Regions from separate parts of the Hordeum vulgare genome. Here region 1 is linked to region 2. A link is a contact called in public Hi-C data. All regions are on one chromosome and are shown on one strand. Each heading gives the region's core, a stretch centred on a gene start, on an enhancer-like site or on the middle of the called end of the contact. The rest is flanking DNA. Distances are from core to core; before and after follow the strand shown.

Region 1 (3,809 bases), core at 585-3,084, 690 kb before region 2:
GTTTATGTATGTCGATATACCTCACTAAAAACTTGATTCATTGTACTTGTGCTGGCTCATGCATTTACTTGCTTATTGTTAATGCTTTCATACCCACTTTTTAGCTTCACATAACATTGCAATGCTTAGAAAGTATAATATTATTGTTCCGATTTACTATGTATAATTTTATGACAACTATACACATGTAAGATGAAAACTATGATGATATAAATATGGCAACTACGAAAGATGAAAAAAAATCAACGAAACATATCGACATGGGATTTTATTTTGAATGTCTCTTTGAGACGAACCTAAAGGTGAAAGTGAATCTCCGATCAAAATTTTAATTTGTAAGATAAATCATTTTTAAAATTCAACAATTCAAAAAAGCATTTAATACGATGATGTAAGCATGAGGTAATAGATTCTTGCATGCACATGAAGCTGTGCGAGCCACTGCATGAGAGAGCTATGGTGCGGCGCTTCTTCTTAGATTTTTTCAACAATAAACAGTTTTTAATACCTAAAGAACATTTCTAATAGTTGACAATGGATAAGTACACATGTAAGAATATTTTTTTAAATACACATGACCATTTATGAATCCACACACATTTTTTAACATAAACGGATTACCATTTTTGAAAACATGCGTGTTCTATCAAAGGACTAGAGAAAAAGTAAAAGAAAAAATGTAAAGTAATGAAACAGAAGAAAATAGAAATAAAAATTATGCATTTGCCTGCAAATGTTCTTGTTTTTTTCATATTTAACCAAGTGCATTGCTCGCTCTTTTTTTTAGGGACGCACGACCAGTAGCCGTGTTGCTGGGCGACGTGACAGTTGGACTCGATGTTAGAAATAGCCGCGCTGGCAAATCCTATTCAGTACCTCAAGCATCCGTTACAACAAAAATGATGAACTTCTTTCCAAAAAAATTAAAATATAAACTCAAAATCTATGAACTTTTCAAAACTAACGATTTTTTTTTCAAAATCAAGGAACTTTTCCAAATTTGATGAGCCTTTTTTAAAATTGATGAACTTTTCTTTCAAAAATGATGATTTGCTTATTTCTTTAAAACTGAAAAAGAATGCGATATTTTTTTTAGAGAATGCGACCGAGAAGGAATCGACGTTGTACTTTTGAGAGGACCGAACTAATTGTTTTTAAAATGTATTAGGGGCATTTTCAAAGAAACCTTTGTACAATTTTGAAAAAAAGTTTGCGTAATTCAGAAAAGTCATTGAAAATGATCTAATGTCTAGTTAAAAATTGTATAACATGTACAGGAAAAAAAAATTGGAGTATATTTTTGTAAAAATGTTAAAATATGTATTCGAAAATGTGAGACAATTATCAGAAAAAATATAATATGTATACAAGAATATACAACATGTATGAATAGAAATAGACATCAAAATATATGTTAAGATATTAATCATGTATTTAGAAATAGTAAAAGAGTGTACAAAATAGGTTCTAATGTATATAAAAAATACACGATACATTTGGTAAATGTAGACATGTATCGAAAGAAAGTAAAAGAGCAGAACAAAAATATCTATAAAAAGCACGATAGAAACAAAGGGAAAGCAAAAAACATCCAGAGAAAAACAATAAAGAAAAACCAAAAATCCAACAATAAATAAATAAAATAAAAACAAAATAAAGTAATGATAAATTAAAGAAAACCAATGAAGATAATGAAAATAAATTATTTAATAAACCGGACCAACCGATATTGCTACGAGCCGAGGGAATAGACGCACAGAAATGGAACAGCCTACTACTGTCGTACATAGGCGAATCCTATTAGAAATCAAGTACGAGCGGAATCATAACCGTAGTGCCATATTGAGCATAGGAAGCGAGGGCAGTAGTTTGGCCCATTTTAGCCAACATAGGAGAGCGTTACTTCTGTTTCGTTGCTTTGTTTTCTACTATTCCTAAAAAATGGTTTTCTATTGGTTTTAAAAACATTTTCTAATCTTATGTTTTATATTCCATTCCTTTTTTTCTTTTCTTTTTTTTTTCTTTGTCACGTTTAACTTTCAAAAAATGTTCATAACAAACAAAAACAAAATTGAAATTCCAATATTTGTTCGAATTTTTAATTTTTGTTCATAAATTTCAAAAAATGTTCTCATTTTCAAAAGCCTTTGGAATTTTAAAGTTCCTTGTGTGGTTCAATTATTATTTCAAAAGTAAGAAAACGTTTGATGATCAAATATTTTTTGCAATATTTAAAATGTGCTAATAAATATAAAAATCAATTAAGATAATCTGTACAATAGGAAATTGTTTGCATTTTATAAATATTTTGTTATTTTGAAAAGTTTAAAAAGGTATGGATTTTGAAAAAAAGAAATTTCAAAATTGTTTGTAATATATAAAATATTTCAAAAATTCAAAACAGGTTCTCATTGCTAATATAAATTGATTGAGGGAAACCCAAGAAAACAATTCAATTGCTACAGTGTCATAGCCACAATGCTATCTCTTGCTACGGTAAAACGATTTTCCTCAGTACCTAACTGATGGGATGGCTCATCAGCATCGCCATATGTAAAAGGCCAACATCTTGATGTAGAGAGCATCATATAGGGAGTCTCTCTAGATAATTATTTATAAATATGCGCTAATGGTCGGACATTTTTAATTATTTGTTTCTTTCTAGTATGGTGCAACGAACAACACGCCCAAATGTAAACATCTCCCATGGGTGGCCTTACTTCCCCTCACTAATAGGTGTTTGCTAATAGGATGGGGTAGCAAGACTTATAAGCACCCCTATGCGGAGGCTAGGGTTACCTACCATGTGTGGCAACCCCCATCGCCATTGAGTTCCTCGGTTTCCCGACTGTTTGATGGTCGTGTGTTTGCGCCCCCCCCGCGACGTGGGATATGTGGTGCGAGCTCTTGCTTATCCCTGGACCCTATGAAGATGACATCCCCTCGTATGTGCATTATGCAACAAGTGGCGGCGGTAGCGCCGCCGCCACGGCCGACATCGATGACTTTTTTACCAGCATGATATAAACGATGAAGCATTTGATGATATTGTGATTGATGACGACAAACTAGCCATGCAGGAGAGTGTGTGTTGGCTAGTCCTTATTATGGTTCACATGGAAAGATATAACGAGTTGGTGGAGTAATAATATATACTTTGTAATATGCCTTATTTGTTGAGGCCCGATACGTTGGCAAGTTTCAATTTGCTCATTTTGGTGATTGTTTTGCCACATAAGTCAAAATTGCTCATTTTAGTTGTGTGGCACAATTTATTTTCCTAGAAACCTACGCACTTTGCCTTGTGTCACATCCTTATATATGGCAATTTCATGCATTTATGTGTATTTGAGCGGTTAATGTTATTGATTGAGGCCTTAATTGTAAATGTATGGACAAGTTCTGTGATCTGTCCTGATTGCCTCAACATAGTGATTGCTTATTAAATTAGGGATATGTTGCATGGCTTGTTAAACAACACGTGTTGGCATATCACCTGCCAAGTAAACATCTTTATGCATATAGTCAAACTGCCATTAGATGTAGTTCTTACTCCACAACTAACCTGCTGGGAGAAACTAAAATGTCAGCAAATACATAGGTTAAGGCAGAGAAACTGTCGGGAATAGACTATTTGTCAAGAGAAGTAATCGTCGATAGCCGTTGTTGTGGCAATTCTATATTCGACGAGAAACTTCCTTCCGACAGTTTATCAACCCTCTTAAGTGCATTCTCCTCGCAGATTACATGTATTTGCATTCATGTTGTGGTGTAGTGCAAGTTGCTTTTCATATGGAGATGAGGGTTGT
Region 2 (3,821 bases), core at 66-2,565:
GATGATCAATATCTGCTCACGCAACTCTGAAGGTTGCTATCGGCATAAAAAAAAAACTCTGAACGTTGCTGTGCTGAGCTCGACTACTTCAGAAATGCATGACACCGGGAATTCAGAGGGATTAACAGTGACAGGCAACCCTCGGACAACTTCTCCACAAAGGAGAAATCCCATGATTTCCCACCTCACACTGTCACAATTCGAGCATCGGCCAATATCTGCATTTCACACCGCGCTATTCCACAGTTCTCCGGATTGATAACTCAGCCTGTAGTTTGTACACAAAGGAGAAGAAAATCAGGATTTACCAGTTACCACACCCTAAAGTGTTGAAGTATGGCAGGACATCCTACTTCAACCGGCTTAACTAACTTGAAGATATTGTAATAACTAATAACCCATCTTTAAAGCAACTATGCATATGCTACTGAGGTGGTTGGATGATACTGTAGATTAGTTTGATGCGGGACACACACACACACATAATCGCATGAAATACGTACTGCTTAAACTAAGCTAGTGTGACTATCTGAGTCGGCCGTCACTACTAGGCTGCTCTCCGAGTTTTCTAATTACCGTATATGCTGTTTCCGGTTAGCCTGAGCGAATGCAGATACGCACATTTGGCCCTGGCCCTCCAGCTAGCTAGTATGACATGACAAGGTATAACGGCCCCTAAAATTAGGCAACCTTTCAGTGCACCAGTGGGCAAGTGAAGTGTAGTAGGAGATCTGATGAAAAGAATGCAAAATTTGTCATACTACCACCACCCGTCCACTTGGATCTTTGCAGCCACAAAAATATCTCGTCAGATCAATAATGTACGTAGTATTGATCATTAACATCACATTTCGTTCAGATTTTGCGGTAATCGATCTCTGCAATGACATTGGTTGGGCATCATACCTTTAACCAGCAGCAAGTCGCGAAGAAGCCAAGACCCGACCCGACCGAACGAAACGATTTGCATGGCAAGTTTTCTGAATCCATTTTTTTTTACATTCAGACTGAACATGTGAATTCCCTGACTGTTTGAATCAGAGAACAGCAGCTCCGATTCATGTGAACACCGTGCAAGCAGCGTGTACTGACGCGCGGCACCCGTCTTCCGGATTCGCAGGTCCTGAATCTTTTTGTGACACCACGAGGCAGACGTACGGACGGGCGCTGCTCTCCCAGTGACCACGAATCCAAAATCTTTTGTGCCCAATCCCTCTCCGATACCTGACGTTGCTAGTGCTACGGCTGTCTTCTTCCTAGTACTAGTACTATACTACCTCGAGCATGCCCCGGCTGTTCCGGCGAGGCGGTTTAGTTTGCTCTGACCTTTGGCAAGTCGGACAGCCGCGCACAGGGTTTCGCCATTGATCGGTGCAGCAGAATCCCGGCCGAGTGCGTAGATGGATTACGGAGCCGGAGAGCGACGGCACGTCGCTCTCGTTAAAAATGCGACGCCACGCTACCACGTCCCCGTCGCCTCCTTGCCCTGACCCTGAGTGGTCAATGCCTGCTTTGTCTCGTCTTCTCAGAAGGTGTGCCGGAGAGATAGATGATGTCTAGAATTGCGCGTAGATGGACGGAGGAACGCGATCTACCGGGCTATATGATCGAATGCGCGCGTTGATCACGCGCCAGCGAGATCGATGCTGGCGTATGCGTATTACGTTCAGCAACTTTGCAGCACAATCTCAGGAACTGCTCCGTGCTATCAGGAATAGCATCTCCCACCGAGCACAGTTAGTTAACTAGCTGGACTATGCATCCAATGCGACTACTGTAACGAAGCTGTTTTGCGTAAAAATTTCCGAAATGGAGGATGACCCACGGCTACTGCAGTATTATCATGCACACAGCCATTGTCATGCCCACTCCTATGGAGATAATCATTGAGCTGATCTCCATTGGTACTACCGCGGCATCGGCCATTCTCCTACTTGTGACGATGGCTCATTGTAGTCGTCCAAGCAGTCGTGTGATGATAAATGAGTTATGGATTTCGTCGTAGATTTGCCGTCTAGATGTAGAGCACACAGTATTGGTACTGAAACATCCGGATTCATTCAACACAAGTACTACGTAGTATTGACAAATATCTTCTGCCTTTGTGCGGCCGATTCTCTATCTGATTTATTATCATCGGTATATTAACAAACCACATTTAGTTAACTAATTGGGCATAGATGCCAATTCCAACCATCTATCCTTGTTGTTTCTTAAGAAATTCTGCTGAGCTATGCTGAAGCTGACAGCTTCAAAGAAAATAATTATTTTGCAGTACAAGTACAAGGATGGTTTGAGCTTTTGCAAATCTTCTATTCTTAAATAGCTAGAACCCACTACATAATTTTCCTTTCCATACAACAATGCCACATCATCAAATCATGCATGTAGTTAAAAGTTTTTTTTTTCATTAATCTCTTAATGCAAAACATATCCTCATGCATGATTTTTTTAGATAATTAAGCAAGATATTTTTATAATGGTTTCTGCATTAACATTAGTTTTTTAACATTTATCCATGTATTTTTTAACAAGTTTTCCGCAGCAACGCGCGGGGCATCGTCTAGTTTCTACAACGCCAAGGCGCAGATATAGCATCTACTGGCCTTGTCGTAAAGGATTTCATTAAATGCTTGAAATTTTGTTGATACTCCCTCTGTTCCTAAATACAAGTCTTTTAAGATATTTCACTAAGTGTCTACATACGGAGCAAAATGAGTGAATCTACACTCTAAAGTATGTCTATATACATCCATATGTAGTCCACTAGTGAAACCTCTAAAAAGACTTATATTTAGGAACGGAGGGAGTACTACTAGAAGACGCCAAGAGCGATGATTAGCTGATGACCTGAGTTGTTAATGGCTTTCAAGCCCCACCCCACATACGTAGGTATGACTTTCAGGTCACTTGGTTGATCAATAATTTGTGACAGTATAGTTTATGATCAGCTAATTAGGTCAACTAGCTGGAGGATTTGTTAAATGACGTGTAGTGTGTTAAGGCGAATTGCTCCCTAATCAGGTTACATAGGCGCGAATCTGCAAGTCTCTGTCATTGATGGCTGGCAGCTAATGGTATTCTAGAAGAAAATAGTATCCCTGAACTTCCCCTGAATACCTTATGCTTTTGGCTCATCACATTCTACTCCAACTTTGCGCTGGTTAGGACTGTAGTAATTCTACACCTAGGGAATAATTTTCGACTAGGTTTTTTTTGTGCTAATAATTTTGGATTGGTTGATGCTTGACAGAGAGACACACACATAGCGGATCCACGGCTCATGCGGCAAGTGGACCGTGTGCGCCTGTGCTAGCCGGACGGTCTGGTACGGGTTCCAACCTAGAGGAATCTGAATCTGAAGATTGAGCACGCGAGAGGGCTTTTGTCCTAACCAAACACGCCGCATCGCATCAGGCATTATCTTTATCTTTCTATGATCTAATCCATATTGGCAAGCATCAGCGAGCCTGATCTGGTCGCCCGCCGCCCAATACGCCGGGATCGATGCCATCCCACGTCAAACGCGGCAGCTCGCCACATCTCATATCTTCTCTCAAGTTGTTAAACGCATGTCTATCTCTTTCCTTCGTATGCGCATCTTTAGGGTAGTTTGCTTGTCGTATCTTTTTCGTCTCTTCAGATTTTCATTTGGTGTCTAGGTGCTCGGCGGGGTAATATTTTTTTAACACAATACAAACGCAGACGTTTATATTAAAAATATATTTTATAGACAATAATAACTTTATTATTTATTTTAAGTTTACAATTAAATGTTTACGTTCTATGCTATAACTGTTATGATTCTTAAGTCTGGAATA

What was found. A called contact is a pair of places that touch in the nucleus more often than the background predicts.
Region 1: a contact with region 2 is called in a Hi-C map of leaf, with 6 times the contacts expected there. The contact joins two enhancer-like sites. A contact is called at or near these places in 2 of 6 Hi-C or Micro-C datasets (leaf and seedling).

What each region holds. Positions count from the first base shown.
Region 1 is chr2H:452,449,761-452,453,569 of MorexV3_pseudomolecules_assembly, reverse strand. No RefSeq gene overlaps it. Among protein-coding and RNA genes, the nearest start is that of LOC123430237, 200 kb to the left of the region's middle. Within about 2 kb of position 1,834, at least 1 of the 3 cell types and tissues checked has open chromatin away from gene starts, as enhancers often do. A contact at or near this core is called in leaf, where this site is marked.
Region 2 is chr2H:451,759,400-451,763,220 of MorexV3_pseudomolecules_assembly, reverse strand. No RefSeq gene overlaps it. Among protein-coding and RNA genes, the nearest start is that of LOC123426606, 16 kb to the right of the region's middle. Within about 2 kb of position 1,315, at least 2 of the 3 cell types and tissues checked have open chromatin away from gene starts, as enhancers often do. A contact at or near this core is called in leaf, where this site is marked.